Regions from separate parts of the Mus musculus genome. Here regions 1 and 3 are each linked to region 2. The links are chromatin contacts, called in public HiChIP or PLAC-seq and capture Hi-C maps. All regions are on one chromosome and are shown on one strand. The core of a region is the stretch at or near the end of the contact, and the rest is flanking DNA. Distances in the headings are between cores, read along the strand shown.

Region 1 (4,517 bases), core at 25-2,524, 450 kb after region 2:
AGGGGGTGTAGTAAGCAGGATATAAAGTGAATAGATGATGGCGATGAAGATGATAGATAGATAGATAGATAGATAGATAGATAGATAGATAGATAGATAAGAAGGAAGAAAGAAAGAGAGAGGGGAGAGAGGGAATGAGGGAGGGAGGGAGGGAGGGAGGGAGGGAGGGAGGGAGGGAGGGAGGGAGGGAGGAAGGTCCTCCACCTTAATCCAGAGAACCAAAATGGAAGTTAAACCTTCTGACCAATGTTAACCAATGTTAAAATAAGTTTTAAGTGCATTGTCAAGAACCTGTGTAAGATTCAAAGTCAGACCATCATAACATGGGAAGCAAACAGCAAAGTTCTTTGACCACTCTCCTGCTATTGCCCGTCACCTTGTCCCTGATACACTTTATTTTATACTAGTGATTCTATGCCTTTTCTGCTACTTCATGAGCTTCATACAAGCAGTGCTCATTTGTCTTCTAACTCGTCATTGTAACTCAGTCCTTGGCACACATTAAGTGGCATATGACTGTCCAACTATTATTCATGTTCATACTGAGGGAGAGTCAGCGTTCATGTGAACTGCATGAATGCACACATTCACGTTAGATTTGGGGGATGCATACTTCTATGAGGTTCCTGGGTGGTAGCCTTTGAATATGATCCTTTGACTCATGTACAGACTTCTAGATTATCTCAGACACACAATTGTTTTTCAGCTAACTGAAACAAACTGTAGCTTCCCACACAATGAAATAAGAACTCTGCACATCACCGCTGTGCTCTGAAAACTGTCACTGTGGTGCTGACAAAGCTGAGGCAGATGGAAAATTTCCCTTTAGTGTATCTTCACCAAAAAGCAAAAGGTTGATGTTATATGAGAACATAGTGTAGGCATGATTCACAACTTGTATTCATTTAATGTTGACGTCAGGTTTTTTTTTCTTAAATTCTAACTCCTTTGCATTTGTGAATAATTGGGTGCAATTATTGTGTGACTCATCCTAAAATCAACTCCAAACACTTTATGCTTTCAAAGCTATCCTAGCTGTTCGTCATGAGCTGATTTTTTTCACAGTATTGTTGAGTAATTCCTAATTTTTCATAAATAGGTTGCTGAGAGACCTACTTATTAAATTTTGCTCCAATCAGGGGACAAGAGCTTTGATTCTAGAACATGAAAAAATGGGAACACAAGTTAACAAGTAAGTTACATGGAAACACTGGTAAGAACAGCCTTGGTACTGTTCTGGTGCCCACAGGAATGTCCCTTCTAAATTTTAGCCCATGGGTCACGTGACCCCAGAGTATGAATCCAGAGCATGCTGCCTTTCTGGAGCATGGCGTGAGTGTGAGAGTCTCAGTCACCCCAAGCAAGGTAACTTTCTTGAGACTTGAACAACCACACTAAATCCTGGGTTTTCATGGTCCTCTCCTGCTGGTGTATGAGCAAGAAGCCTGCTCCATGTATCTTGTACATTTGGGTACACTGCCTCACCAAACTCAGACACGCTGGTCACCACAGCATAGGGAACTTGCTCCAGTAGCTGCCAACTGAATTCCAGCTGATGTTTTGACATATTAGAATACAGGGTCTGTAAGAATCCTAGCGGCAATTGTATCTACAGTCTTACATTGTATACACTCAAGAGTAGAGAGCCTTGGGTTCTTGAAGCAGAGTTTCTGAGTGTGCCTCCCATTTTAGTTACTTGCTAGTTGCATGAAGTCTGGCAGAGATCCTCAATCTATCTTTATGCTCCCATAAAATGGGAGTGAGCTGAGATCACAAGCCACCTTACTGAAATGTTGGAAAGATGAAATAAATCCACAAACAAATTGAAATGCAGGACATAGCACAGAGTGTGTCCATTGGCTGGCGTTGTTACTACTACTTGCATCCATTCCAACTCTCATGATACCTTCTCACCTTCCTCAGATCGCCTCATCCCGTTCTAACTGGCATCCAGAATACAGAATACACCTCAGCACACAGCTGTATCCCAGATCGATACGGCTGACTCAGGCGTGCCTGACCACAGACACTGAGAGGACTCCCAGCATCATGAGGTTAACATGTCAGCAGAAATCTTGATATCTTCCCCCCATAATATCCACTATTTTTCCTGCATCTCATATGGTAAACATTGTCATAAGCTCCATTCCTCAAAGCCGAATATTTCAAAATAATATTTTATTCCCACCACCAAACAATGCTATCAGTTCTCCTCAGTCTTCCTGTGGCCTACTGACAGCCTTACCTAATACAACTAGAGTTCCTCCTTGGGCCTAAAAGAGTTCCACAACTCCTGCCCCATAGCTCTACTGCAAACTCAGTGCAGTCCTTATGGGCCCAGGCATGATCCCTACAGTCTCAAAACCTCTGAAACTACATTTCCTTCCAACCTCCTGTTCTTCCCTCAGATATCTATGTATTTGGGTCTTTCTTGTCATTAAATTCTCCAAGTTTCTCCCTCAGAAGTCACCATTCCCATTGCTACAGTTATTTCCTATTAGATAATGTGATGAAACTATTTTATATATCACACTTACCGACTATTTTTTTTTTGCTTACCTGCTTTTGAGTTTTCTGTGCTAGAGCCTACAATAGACCCAAACATGTAAGAGAGCATAAGAGCACTACGGATCTCACTGGCAATTTTGTCTATAATATTAAATTATCTATGGCTACTTTTATGGGTGAAGTGATTTTGACTATATTTAAAATTTGGGGGCACAGCTCTTGACTAAAAGTCCTTGTAATGAAAGGAACAGCCATCCCTTATGTATCCATATTCTAATGTCTAAAACCTGTGAATATACCATCCAGGATAAAAGGCCATTTGCAGGTGTGTCAAGTAAAGAATTCTTTCAGAGATTTTCTTGGATCAGTATCTGGATCCAATTCTGGACCCAGAGTTAAAAACAACAACAAAAAAAAGGCAAGATTTTTTTTGTTTGATTTGCTTTGGTTTGGTTTGTGGTTTGGTTTGATTGTTTTTTTTTTTTTTTTTTTTCCCTCTCTGAGAGGAAACAAATGGAACCATCTGGGAGATGAAAGCAGAAGCTGGGAATAGCCAAGTCCTCTTTGGGAATCCAGGATTGGGGGTAAACCAAAGAATCCAAGCAGCCTCTGGAAGGTGAAAGGGCGAAGATATAGATCCTTCCCTAGGGCTTCCAGGAGTGGCTTTGTTGACACCAGGTTTTAGCCTCGTGAAACTAATTTTGGACTTTTAACCTCCACAACCAGAAATCTAAGGAATTTTTGATGCTTTCAAGCATGATGTTTACAGTAATTTGTTAGAGTAGCTGTGAGAAATTAATTCAGGGTTAGGGAAATGAATCAGAGGGTAAGAGGGTTTGCAGAATAAGGCTGAGGATTTGAATTCAAATCCCTAACACCCACATAAGAAGCTAGGTATGTAGCTGTCACCACAACATATTCATGAAATGGAGACAGGAGAATCACTGAAGCTTCCTGGTTGCCAAGCAAGCTTCAAGTTCAGTGAGAACCCTGTGGTGGCTTGAGAGAGAATGGATTTAATAGGCTTATAATGCTTGGTGGTAAAACTGTTTGGGAAGGGATAGATAGATAGATAGATAGATAGATGATAGATAGATAATGAGAGATGAAACATAAGTAGAAGATAGATGATAGATAGATAGATAGATAGAGAGATAGAGAGATAGAGAGATAGAGAGATAGAGAGATAGAGAGATAGACAGCACACATGTATGCACACATACATTTAGTTGTGATGTAGTTCAGTGGGAGAATCTTGCAAAACTTCTGCAAGGCTTGGTTTGGAACATAACACACCATATCTCTCTCTCTCTCTCACACACACACACACACACACACACACACACTTATAATGTTGATAAATAGAAGAAAATGATCACTTGGGAAAATAAAGAGAGTTAGACAGGCATTTCCCCCTGGAGCTATATTAATGGGTATTTAAAGGGAAGGTCCCAGTGAGAAGCAGAAAGTGAAGCCAGCACGTGAAGGAGGCAAGGAAGTGAGTGTTACAGGGAGGAGGAGATGCTAGGCACAGGGAAGGGCTATAGCATAGAACTTGACGTGAAGATGCCCAATGTACCTGAGGAGCAGCAACATGTCTGAAGCAGCCAATGCAGGGAAGAAGCAAACCAATGACCCTCAGGAAGGAAAGGGAATGGGGGTGGAGCTGGGGAAGCACTGTAGAACCTTCTACGTTTCCATCATCTCATGAATGAGTAGAGGTAGCTTCTGTCTCCTCCTCCACAGCCCATGCCATACTCTGCATATCTCTCATTAAAAGAAGAAGAAGAAGAAGAAGAAGAAGAAGAAGAAGAAGAAGAAGAAGAAGAAGAAGAAGAAGAAGAAGAAGAAGAAGAAAGAAAGAAAGAAAGAAAGACTTTCTGTTTTGAAATCACTTGGATTAATTTGCAGTTAATGTACATTACAAGCACACAAAGTGTAAGCCTTAGGTCGGGAATCATCTTTATGCTGATGGAGACCAAATTATTCTAATACAACCTTCTGAGAAC
Region 2 (4,677 bases), core at 808-3,307:
GTGACTTCAAATTCCACTGAAGTTAAAAATACTGAAAATAATGATTAATCAAAAGAGTAAATATGTATGTGGGAACAAAGCGCTTATAAAGCAAACCCACTTTGTGTGGGTTCTGTGTCTGTGAATATGCTCAACCCAACCTTCATAGGTATTTGCATGATTTAACCAAATAACACATACCATCATTAAAAATTTTACATTGATATGCATGGGAGGTTTATTTTAGTACACAGTCACATATTGTGACATGCCTTTTACTGGGGTTGTTATTGTATTTTGGTTTTGATAACTAAATCAGTGAACTAGAGAAATGTGGCAATTAGCAACTTCACATTGACCTTTGTTCATCTGGGCATCCGTTAATTTATGCAAGGCTTCAATTCTGCTACAAGGTTGACTATCAGTTCGCTGTGTGAGAAGAAGTGTTGTGAATTCATGTGTGGGGGAGCTTGGCCTTGTTGGAAAACCCTGCTTTGTGTTTTAGGTTGAAGGTCAGGGAGCTTTATCTAATAACCACTTAGATTTTGTTTTTCAGAAAATACATATAGATAAGTGAGTAGAAAAGTATGTGTTGATATTTGGAATAATGAGTTTGTTTACTTATTATAATAAAGCTCAGCTGATCATTGGTATCAATAACCCTGCTACATAAGGCCACTCTAGGAAAACCAATACAATCAGTTGATGGGGCATGGATATACTCCTTTGGTTATAAAAGTTATACTTCTGAGGATATGTTAGAATGCTGTGATTCTTCTAATTACCATGTTACCATCAGTAAATTAATTTGTTTTTAACATTGGACAGTTCACTCTAATTTTACTTTGGAAAACTTGGACTCTTTCTGAGCATGCCACAGGGCAGCTGGAAGAGCATTCGACTTAATGAGGTGAACTCCCGCACACAGAGGTCTTCACGTGTGTAATGATGATCTTTAAATACAGCTTTCATCACCTCTACATCTCTGTGACATCCTGATGTCATTTGTTCCTTCACGTCCTTTTGTTCTTTCTTTATGCTACGTGTGACTAATGCGATTCAAATATGCCTGTAGCCATGGAAACTATACGAAGGCGGAAATGTGAGTGTACTCATTTGCAGGCCTCCACATCACCCAGCCAGCTTCTCCGTCACTGAAATATGCTTTATGAAACTATTGGACACAAATAACTGTGGCTATGTCTGATATTCCACAGTAACTCGTTCCTTTTTAAAAGTGATAGTATTTGTGTTAGGAATCACTACTTGTCCATACTGCCTTGAGGTCATGTGGGGGAGTCCACCAACCTCAGTCATACAGTTAGATGTGTGATTTCTGTGAAAATGCTAAGAACTGACAGGGCATATATAGTAAGCACATGCTTGTCGAGCCACAGTTGCTGAGTGCCAGTGAATGGAACTCAATTGGTGCCAGTCGCCATTTTGAGATCTTGATTTATCTTTCATAGCTGCCAAAGTGAAGATATATTGTTCTCCGTCCATTTTAATTAAGGTCCCTTTTTTATTTGCCTACTAGGTGACTTTTATCCATTCTCTGTACTTATCACATTTGATTTTATTTCATCTATTTGTTTCTGTCAGTCTGTTTTCCTTTCTTTTTGCTTTTATTTCTAACTCATGGAGTCGTTAACTGGCAGAATTGGAGAGGAACACAGACGATACAGTTTAACACATGCATTTTATAACTGTGACAAGCCCAGCCCCCCAGTAGAACAGCCAACTCATAATCTTCCCCTTTGATCACAGGCACACTAAGCATACATGTCCCAGAATAAACTCTGACATCTCTGCAAAAGTGTTCCTCCCACAGCGCTTCTGATATAACAAATGTTGTAAGCCTGCACTCAAATGCTTAGGCCAAAATTCCCCCAGGCCATCCCTGAGTCTTGGTTTCCTCTCCTAGCCTGGCACCCAACCTATCAGCCAGGCTCAATTCAGGTCTCATCTCAACACAATGCCATCTTCCTAAGATCCCTGACTCCCACTCCACAACCTACTCTGTCCTCACCATGAATCATCTATGCGGAGCTACTGTGATTGGCAGAATCACTGTCAGCATGCTATGACGTAAGTCCCTTGAGGACAAGAGCTTTGCATATCTTGTTTCCTATGGTACCCTTAGCTTTAGAATAATCCTGGAACACAGAAAATGCCCAGTCATAATATAACTGGAAAAAAAAAAAAAAAAAAAAACAGTCCATGTATCTTAGCTGAGTCACTGAGCTGTAGTATCATGTGACTGTGGAGTGGCAAAGCTGAGAAGAGACAGTGAGGGTGCTCTACTTCCCCAGCATGCTCCCTATAATTAGCTGCCTCTCCTTGCTTTGTTTTTTTCTCCTAAAGCCTTAAGCATCTTGTACCATAGAGTATTTCCAACCCAAAGAAGGACCTACATGTATGTAGTTAGTTTTATGCAGTGTTCCTGGTTTCTTTCTTATTTTCTTGGTGTTCCTTTAACTTTGCAAGACCCTATGAGTTAGTTCTTCCTAAAAGCCAGTGACTATGCTCTTTTCCTTTAGAAGCAAACCGTTCTCATATTCCAACCTTTCTTTGGTCATTCAATGCCCAGTCCATCAGTGAGTAGGAGATAGCTCTGAATAAAAACCTTAAAATAATACAAACTAGAGTTGTTTATTAAGGTAGGCTTGGACCATGCCTCCCCCCTGCCCCCTGTATTTCAAGAATTTTTTGCAGTTGGCAGAATTTGAGATCTTGTGATTAGTAGGTCTGAGATGACCATTTTCTTAACACCTGTTGCCTAGGGACTACACTCAACTCCAAAAAGCCACTCCTCTAAAGCAGCTGTCCACATAGCTGTGGTGAAATGGAAGCCATGGGGACGATATCCTTCTTGATTTATTTCTCTAAAGCTAGGTGGTAAAACTCGCTGAAGAGTTAAGATGACTTAGACACCATCAGAAAGCACTCTTTGTGCAATGAACAGTGCTTAGCACACAAAAGACCTCACAACTGATCAACATGCAGAGAACGTGTCAGTAGAGTGCCTAGCCACAAATGGAACAACTATATCACAGCCCCTACACAAAAGCTCTAGGACCATCATGAACAAGGACTGGAAGAGATTGCAAGAGCCAGAGCTTAGGGGAGACCAGAGTGATGCAATGTATTCTGGACATGAAAGAACCACTGTACTCAGGAACTCACAACAGCTGCGCTTGCGTGCACAAAGCCTTCCAAAGATCCAGTCAACATTCTACCATGGAGAGAAAAAAGATCCATATGCCCAAACTCCTAAGTGGGGAGATGGGGTCTATGAACACTTGAGGGTTCTAAGAAAGAGAGGGTTAGTTTCCTTTAAAGCTGTGACTCCTATTAGGGCAATTACTCTGTAGTGAGTAACCTAATCCCCAGGCATACACATGCAGCATAAACTGGACTCAGTGAATGTTAAAAAATAAAGGACAGGAAGTTGAGTGGATATGATGAGGCAGGTCTGGGAGAATGGATATGATATGAATACGTTATATGACAGTCTCAAAGAATGAATGAACTTTTAGATGAGAGGTGAGTTGACTAGCCAGCCAGACCAGCTCATTTTGGCCACCTTCGCCTTCACCACTCACAGGAGTGCCAGCTCATATTGCAAGCTTGGCTCCACACCAGAGACATCAGTGTACCTGTAACTTCTGTTCCCATTTGAATTTCCAAGCAGTAGGATGCTAGAGGTGGTCAGACAGTGTAGTCAGTTTTATCATAGTCCTGGTACTTGTAGCAAAATAGGTTTCAACACTGGTGTTGTTTCCCTTCTTTCCAGCATCTCCATTAAGTGTGAAGAGGAGAAGCAACTTGTCTGGGCAAGGGCTTCCACGGGCTGATGAGCCTCAGAGGATCTGGGGCTTACTTTTAATTGTATGACCTTTGAGGGTCTGAGATAATCATGAGGAATATCGTAACTTATTTGGCCAAGAAATTTATTTTCATGCCCTGAGCGTTGGCTGACATTCATTGACATTCCCCATATGGTAATTTACTGCCAGAATGCTTTCTGATTGGTGGGTGTCTGGCAGACATCTACATATTTTTAATGTCATTCTTGCTCTGGAGCTGTCATGGTCAATAATGGCTTCATATTAGAATCACCTGCTGAAACTATTTTGGTAGCTAGTATCTGTGTCACTAGGTCTCATAAGCAGAGAGAGGAACACAGCTTCATCCCTCATGTCATGGAAATGACATAGGAATAATCACCATTCGTGTGTGCTTGCATGGGGTATTCTATAAGATACAAGGAGTTTCAAATGACATCTTATTTAAATATTTTAAAATTTTTTATCCTCATTCAGGAGTCAAGTGACTTGTCCGAGGTCTCCGGGTGGAGACAGAATGTGAAACTTATATCAGATCCACAAATTAAGACGGCCTCTTCTCTTACCAGGCCTGTGGCTAGATAATGAGATATAAATAAACGTTCTGTCTAGAACTGTGGCCTTCTTACCCACCGGAGTAGCAATTCCATGTCTTGCTGATTTGAGAGCACTGAGATGACTCTGGGTAGAGAATAGGTAGAAAGTGCAGCAAGAGCCTAACTGTCTGGAGTCAACTTCATCCTAACAGGATGAAGCAAGTTGTCCATTACCACCGTGCTATAGACGCAAACAGTGTCTGGGCAAATCCATCACAGCTTGCCAGAGCAGCAACTCTACCGCACAACACAGG
Region 3 (4,270 bases), core at 149-2,648, 400 kb after region 2:
ATACAACTAATAGACAGGAGTTACAAAGGAAAAAATATTTTAAAAATCCTTCTGAACTCTTTGGAATCATATGAGCAATCTAAGGAGGAAGTCCGGTCTATTTTCAGCCCCAAATTAAATATGGCCAATTTAAAATTAATTGACACAATATTTATAAATAACTCAAGACTCATCCGAGGTGGCAACACTTCCTCCCTATGCTCCATCCTCTCAAGTGTTCGAAGCTTACATTAAGGCCTCCAAATTGAGCAATCTTGCTGAATCATTAATGTTACCCTTTTGACTCACAAGAAGACACAAGGATTTGACAAAAATATTTACAAGCTTGCCTTCCTGAACCCATACTCCTGCTGTGGGGTCAGATCTCAACTTCATGATAGTTTTAGAAAACTATTTCTGGCATACCTGATCATGGTTAGTGACTTCAAGTCACATTGGCACAGAAAGGGGACTTCCCTTCTTACAGAGGAGCAGTGACATTATCGAACAGAACTCCATCTCCCCCACCCCATCTGTCTTGATCATCATGTTTCCCTTGATAGTCATTCACACAGATCCTTCATCTTATGAGAACTCTGGATTTCAGGCTGACTGTTAAACTTGGAAGGAAATTAGAGATCATAAAAACCCATGGTCTCTTCTCTCACTTGAAAAGCAGTGCTGGGTTGTGGGGGAGGCGCAGCTTTGTGTATAATTAGCAGTGATTCCTCCCTCTCTAGGTCTCCTTAAACTTGTGTGTTTCAGTTTCTTTTCTCCAGTACTCTAGAGATCATGTCAAAAAGAATCCCGGTAGATGACACAAAATTGTTTTTCATGGGTTCATTCATTTTCTCATTGAATAATATTTGGCACGACTGTGTGAAAGTTTCTGCTCAATCTACTATCTACATAGCAAGAAACACTGGCAGAATTTCTGCTTTCCAAAGTCTTAGTTGATTAAGTTACACGAACAACAGGAAAGGCTACCGTGAATGGTATGATATTTGTATATGGTAGATCAACAGGAGCAAATAAGAGAAATTGGTAGAACGAAGAGAGAAGATATTTCTAATCTGGGTTTGTTTACAAAGGAAAGCCTTCTGGGGTGGGTAATAGCCAGTCTATGACTTGAGTGAGCAGTTAAAAGTTTAAAAAAAAATGAAGAGACAAAGAGAAAGTGTCCAAAGAAAATCTTCACAACCCAGAAGGAACTAAAACAAGGCAGATCTGATGAAATACCACCTATTTCATCTAGTGGAGCCCAGGTGATCTAGGGCAGAATGGCGACACATGAAGCTGGAGAAACAGTCAAAGCCAGAATATACCAGCATTATTAAAAACAGTCATAAGGAGCTTAGACTTTTGTCTAAGAATTTCAGAACACAGTCAGGAATGTTAACATCTGGCAAAGATTACCGTGGTTAGATTGGGAAAGACATAATTTATGACAAGGAAGTCGGGGAGAGACAATTCAGACATGGAGACAAGCAACGGGCAGTCTGAATTAAAATATATCTCAGAAATATTTGTGCAGCTGAACCACAGGACTTTGGCTATACCAGGGCAAATGGGAATACACAAGGACCTGTCTCCTTCTACATTGTCCTCATTGCCTCCCTGCCTGTAAATCAGATAGATCACAGACCAAGCTCCCAAAGTGCTAAATTGAAGTCTGGAGGCTTTAAAGAAGGAAGGCTATGAAAAACTTCCTCTCTCACTAGTGCTCAGATGAAAAATTACTATATTTCAATCATTAGTCCAGACCCTGAACATCTAAATAGAAAGAGCACAGTGCCCATGTGTAAAGATTCCTATTTGGTAAGGCGTGATAGTCATGTAAACACATAGATAGAAAGCTGTGCTGGAAGTGTGCAAAGCCAAATCGGCCCACCAAGGAAATCACGAGGGATTGTGCGGGTGACTTCAACAAGAGCTTCTGATCTCATTTAGGAAAACTAAGCAGGACTTTCACATTCAGTGGAGGAGGAAGGTGGGGAATGGAGGAAATGAAAGTGTGTAGATAATAACATGGTTTCTGAGTGAGAGATACAGTCCACACTGTAAAAGAGAAGCCAGATATAGGAAGTTAAACATTGTGATCAAGGTCAAGAGGTTTATGGGTATGTCCTAAATGGGTATGATGTGACGGGTGTGTTAAGAAACTTCGATTTTAGCTATTAAACAGTGAAAAGAGTGAAAACAGCAAAAGAAAAGTCTCAGAGAAACCATTTATAGTTTAGATACTGATGCCATGTTTGAACAGGGGATAAGGTTTGAGGGAAGATATCGGAAAGCAAGGTGCAAGTCAAGAGGTTCTTAAATTTATGTAAAAAGGATCATGATGGGAGTCTACCCATGCGTGATAAGGGGTGATTCAGAGCAAAAGAGGGGGAGCTTCTTAGAAGAAAATGTTGAAAAAATATTCTAAGAAATAGGACTGCTGTTGGCAAAGGAGCTGGGAAAAGTAAAAATAGTTTCTTCCTGGAGTGACTGGCGAGACGGAAGCACTGAAATAGGGATTAATGAAGATAATCACTTTGCACTCTGGATTCTACTTCTATGCAGATAGCATGTACCTGGAGCTCAACATGATCTACACATAGGAGTCCAGATCACCGTCATCCAAAAAAGTCAACTTCCTTAGGAACAATTAGACTTGTCTACTTGGTTATTAAATAATAAATTGATCTATTAATTTGATTTAAAAAATACGTTGCTCCAAAACATACTTAGTAGTTTCAGGATGCTTTAGAGTATAACAGAAAGAAGTATAAAAGGAACACGTCATAAAAATATTAACACATAAGAGAGGAAATGAGAAAGTGCCTACTAATAAACAGGAGAAATCATATGACAACTTCAGAGTGAAACAATCAGAAGTCAGGAGAGCAGTGACCTTGAAGAATAAATCCAGTAAAATATGGGCTACAGATAGCCTTTGATCCACCACTGAAAACCTTATAAATAATAGTAGTGATCAAAGCAGCTTTAAAGTAGACAAAAACGGAAATAGGTCACCTAAGCCACCCTTGGTATTTACCTGTGGTTGACACACTAGACATTCCAAACAAAGGTTTCTTGTGCCCTAGATTGGGGAAGAAAGTATAATTAAATCAGTAATTATTGAATGGTTTCCTCAGAAATGCAGTAAGAAATACAATCAAGGTGTTCCTTGCTGTTCTTTTGAACCCAGATACTCTGTGATCGTTGGATGCCCAGTATTCCTCTGAGATGCAGACTGCTTCAAAATCACCTTCCTCACGAAATCTGTCGGAGCTAAAAGTTTAAAGAGAGTTCAGTTACAGAGAGGCTTAATAGATATTTGATTTCTGTGTATTAGAAATCAAGTAGATGGAATACAGACAGTGAGAAACACCAGCTTGTTGGGTTGGGTATAGCCTGAGCATTCCCAAGAAACAATTGTGTTTTACTTTGTCCCAGGAAGGCATGGCTGAGAGATCGTGGAATCTTTGGGATATTAAATCTAGTTAGAAGTTCTTGAGTATCACAGGATTAAGAGTTGAGCTGTGGATGGTTATGTTTATTATTTTATGTCTTGTTTGTTTGTTTGTTTGTTTGTTTGTTTTTGTTTTCTGAGACAGGGTTCCTCTGTATAGCCCTGGATGTCCTGGAACTCACTTTGTAGACCAGGCTGGCCTCAAACTCAGAAATCCGCCTGCTTCTGCCTCCCGAGTGCTGGGATTAAAGGCGTGTGCCACCATGCCAGGCCATTATTTTACGTCTTAAATGTCCTGTATATTATAGAGACTTGAATGAGCCATTTTATTTTTCCCTTTGAATCTAGACAAAGAAAAGAAACTCTTCAAGGCAATATTTAAAATCATAAAATGTTCTGTGATATGTGAAGGAAACTTTGATAGGCACCAACAGACTAAAGTCTAGCTAACAGTAGCCTGCTTGGTGCTTCTAAATAATGTATCAATCCTGTGGTACCTTAGGTTCCTCACATATAGTATCTATTCTGATAACCTCTAATAGCCCTTCTGGCTATTACTGCATATGACTACAGACACAATTATGCATTATCTTTTGCTATAGCCATTAATACACAAAGTAAGTTTCTCAGAGGACATGCCCAGGGTTTTAGGAAAGCATTTGTTATATTTTTACTTTGGAAAGTCCTTTACCTATTCCAATAGGAAAACAACATGAAGGGACATTTTTATATTTTCCTGCAAGATAAGAAAACGTGTAAATCAGAGGCAAAGAATGTCAGGCTCATAATAAGCCCCCAAGTGCATATGTGATTCATCTAAAATGAAATAAAATT

The links. HiChIP or PLAC-seq counts read pairs in DNA pulled down with a chosen protein or histone mark. Capture Hi-C pulls out chosen DNA fragments and counts their contacts.
Region 1: an H3K27ac HiChIP or PLAC-seq map of embryonic fibroblasts shows a contact between it and region 2, with 7 times the contacts expected there. The contact joins two enhancer-like sites. A contact is called at or near these places in 1 of 484 Hi-C or Micro-C datasets (bone marrow-derived macrophages) and 1 of 115 datasets of contacts at active chromatin or transcription factors (embryonic fibroblasts).
Region 3: a capture Hi-C map of bone marrow-derived macrophages shows a contact between it and region 2, with 16 times the contacts expected there. The contact joins two enhancer-like sites. A contact is called at or near these places in 1 of 15 datasets of contacts at CTCF or cohesin (the NIH/3T3 cell line), 3 of 484 Hi-C or Micro-C datasets (bone marrow-derived macrophages, muscle stem cells and nephron progenitors), 1 of 115 datasets of contacts at active chromatin or transcription factors (bone marrow-derived macrophages) and 1 of 9 other capture datasets (bone marrow-derived macrophages).

Annotation. Positions count from the first base shown.
Region 1 is chr13:110,990,052-110,994,568 of GRCm38.p6, forward strand. No RefSeq gene overlaps it. Among named protein-coding and RNA genes, the nearest start is that of 4930526H09Rik, 88 kb to the left of the region's middle. Within about 2 kb of position 1,275, at least 14 of the 459 cell types and tissues checked have an H3K27ac peak or open chromatin away from gene starts, as enhancers often do. A contact at or near this core is called in embryonic fibroblasts, where this site is marked.
Region 2 is chr13:110,539,729-110,544,405 of GRCm38.p6, forward strand. No RefSeq gene overlaps it. Among named protein-coding and RNA genes, the nearest start is that of Gm32990, 27 kb to the right of the region's middle. Within about 2 kb of position 2,058, at least 74 of the 459 cell types and tissues checked have an H3K27ac peak or open chromatin away from gene starts, as enhancers often do. A contact at or near this core is called in the NIH/3T3 cell line, bone marrow-derived macrophages and embryonic fibroblasts, where this site is marked.
Region 3 is chr13:110,942,868-110,947,137 of GRCm38.p6, forward strand. No RefSeq gene overlaps it. Among named protein-coding and RNA genes, the nearest start is that of 4930526H09Rik, 41 kb to the left of the region's middle. Within about 2 kb of position 1,399, at least 38 of the 459 cell types and tissues checked have an H3K27ac peak or open chromatin away from gene starts, as enhancers often do. A contact at or near this core is called in the NIH/3T3 cell line and bone marrow-derived macrophages, where this site is marked.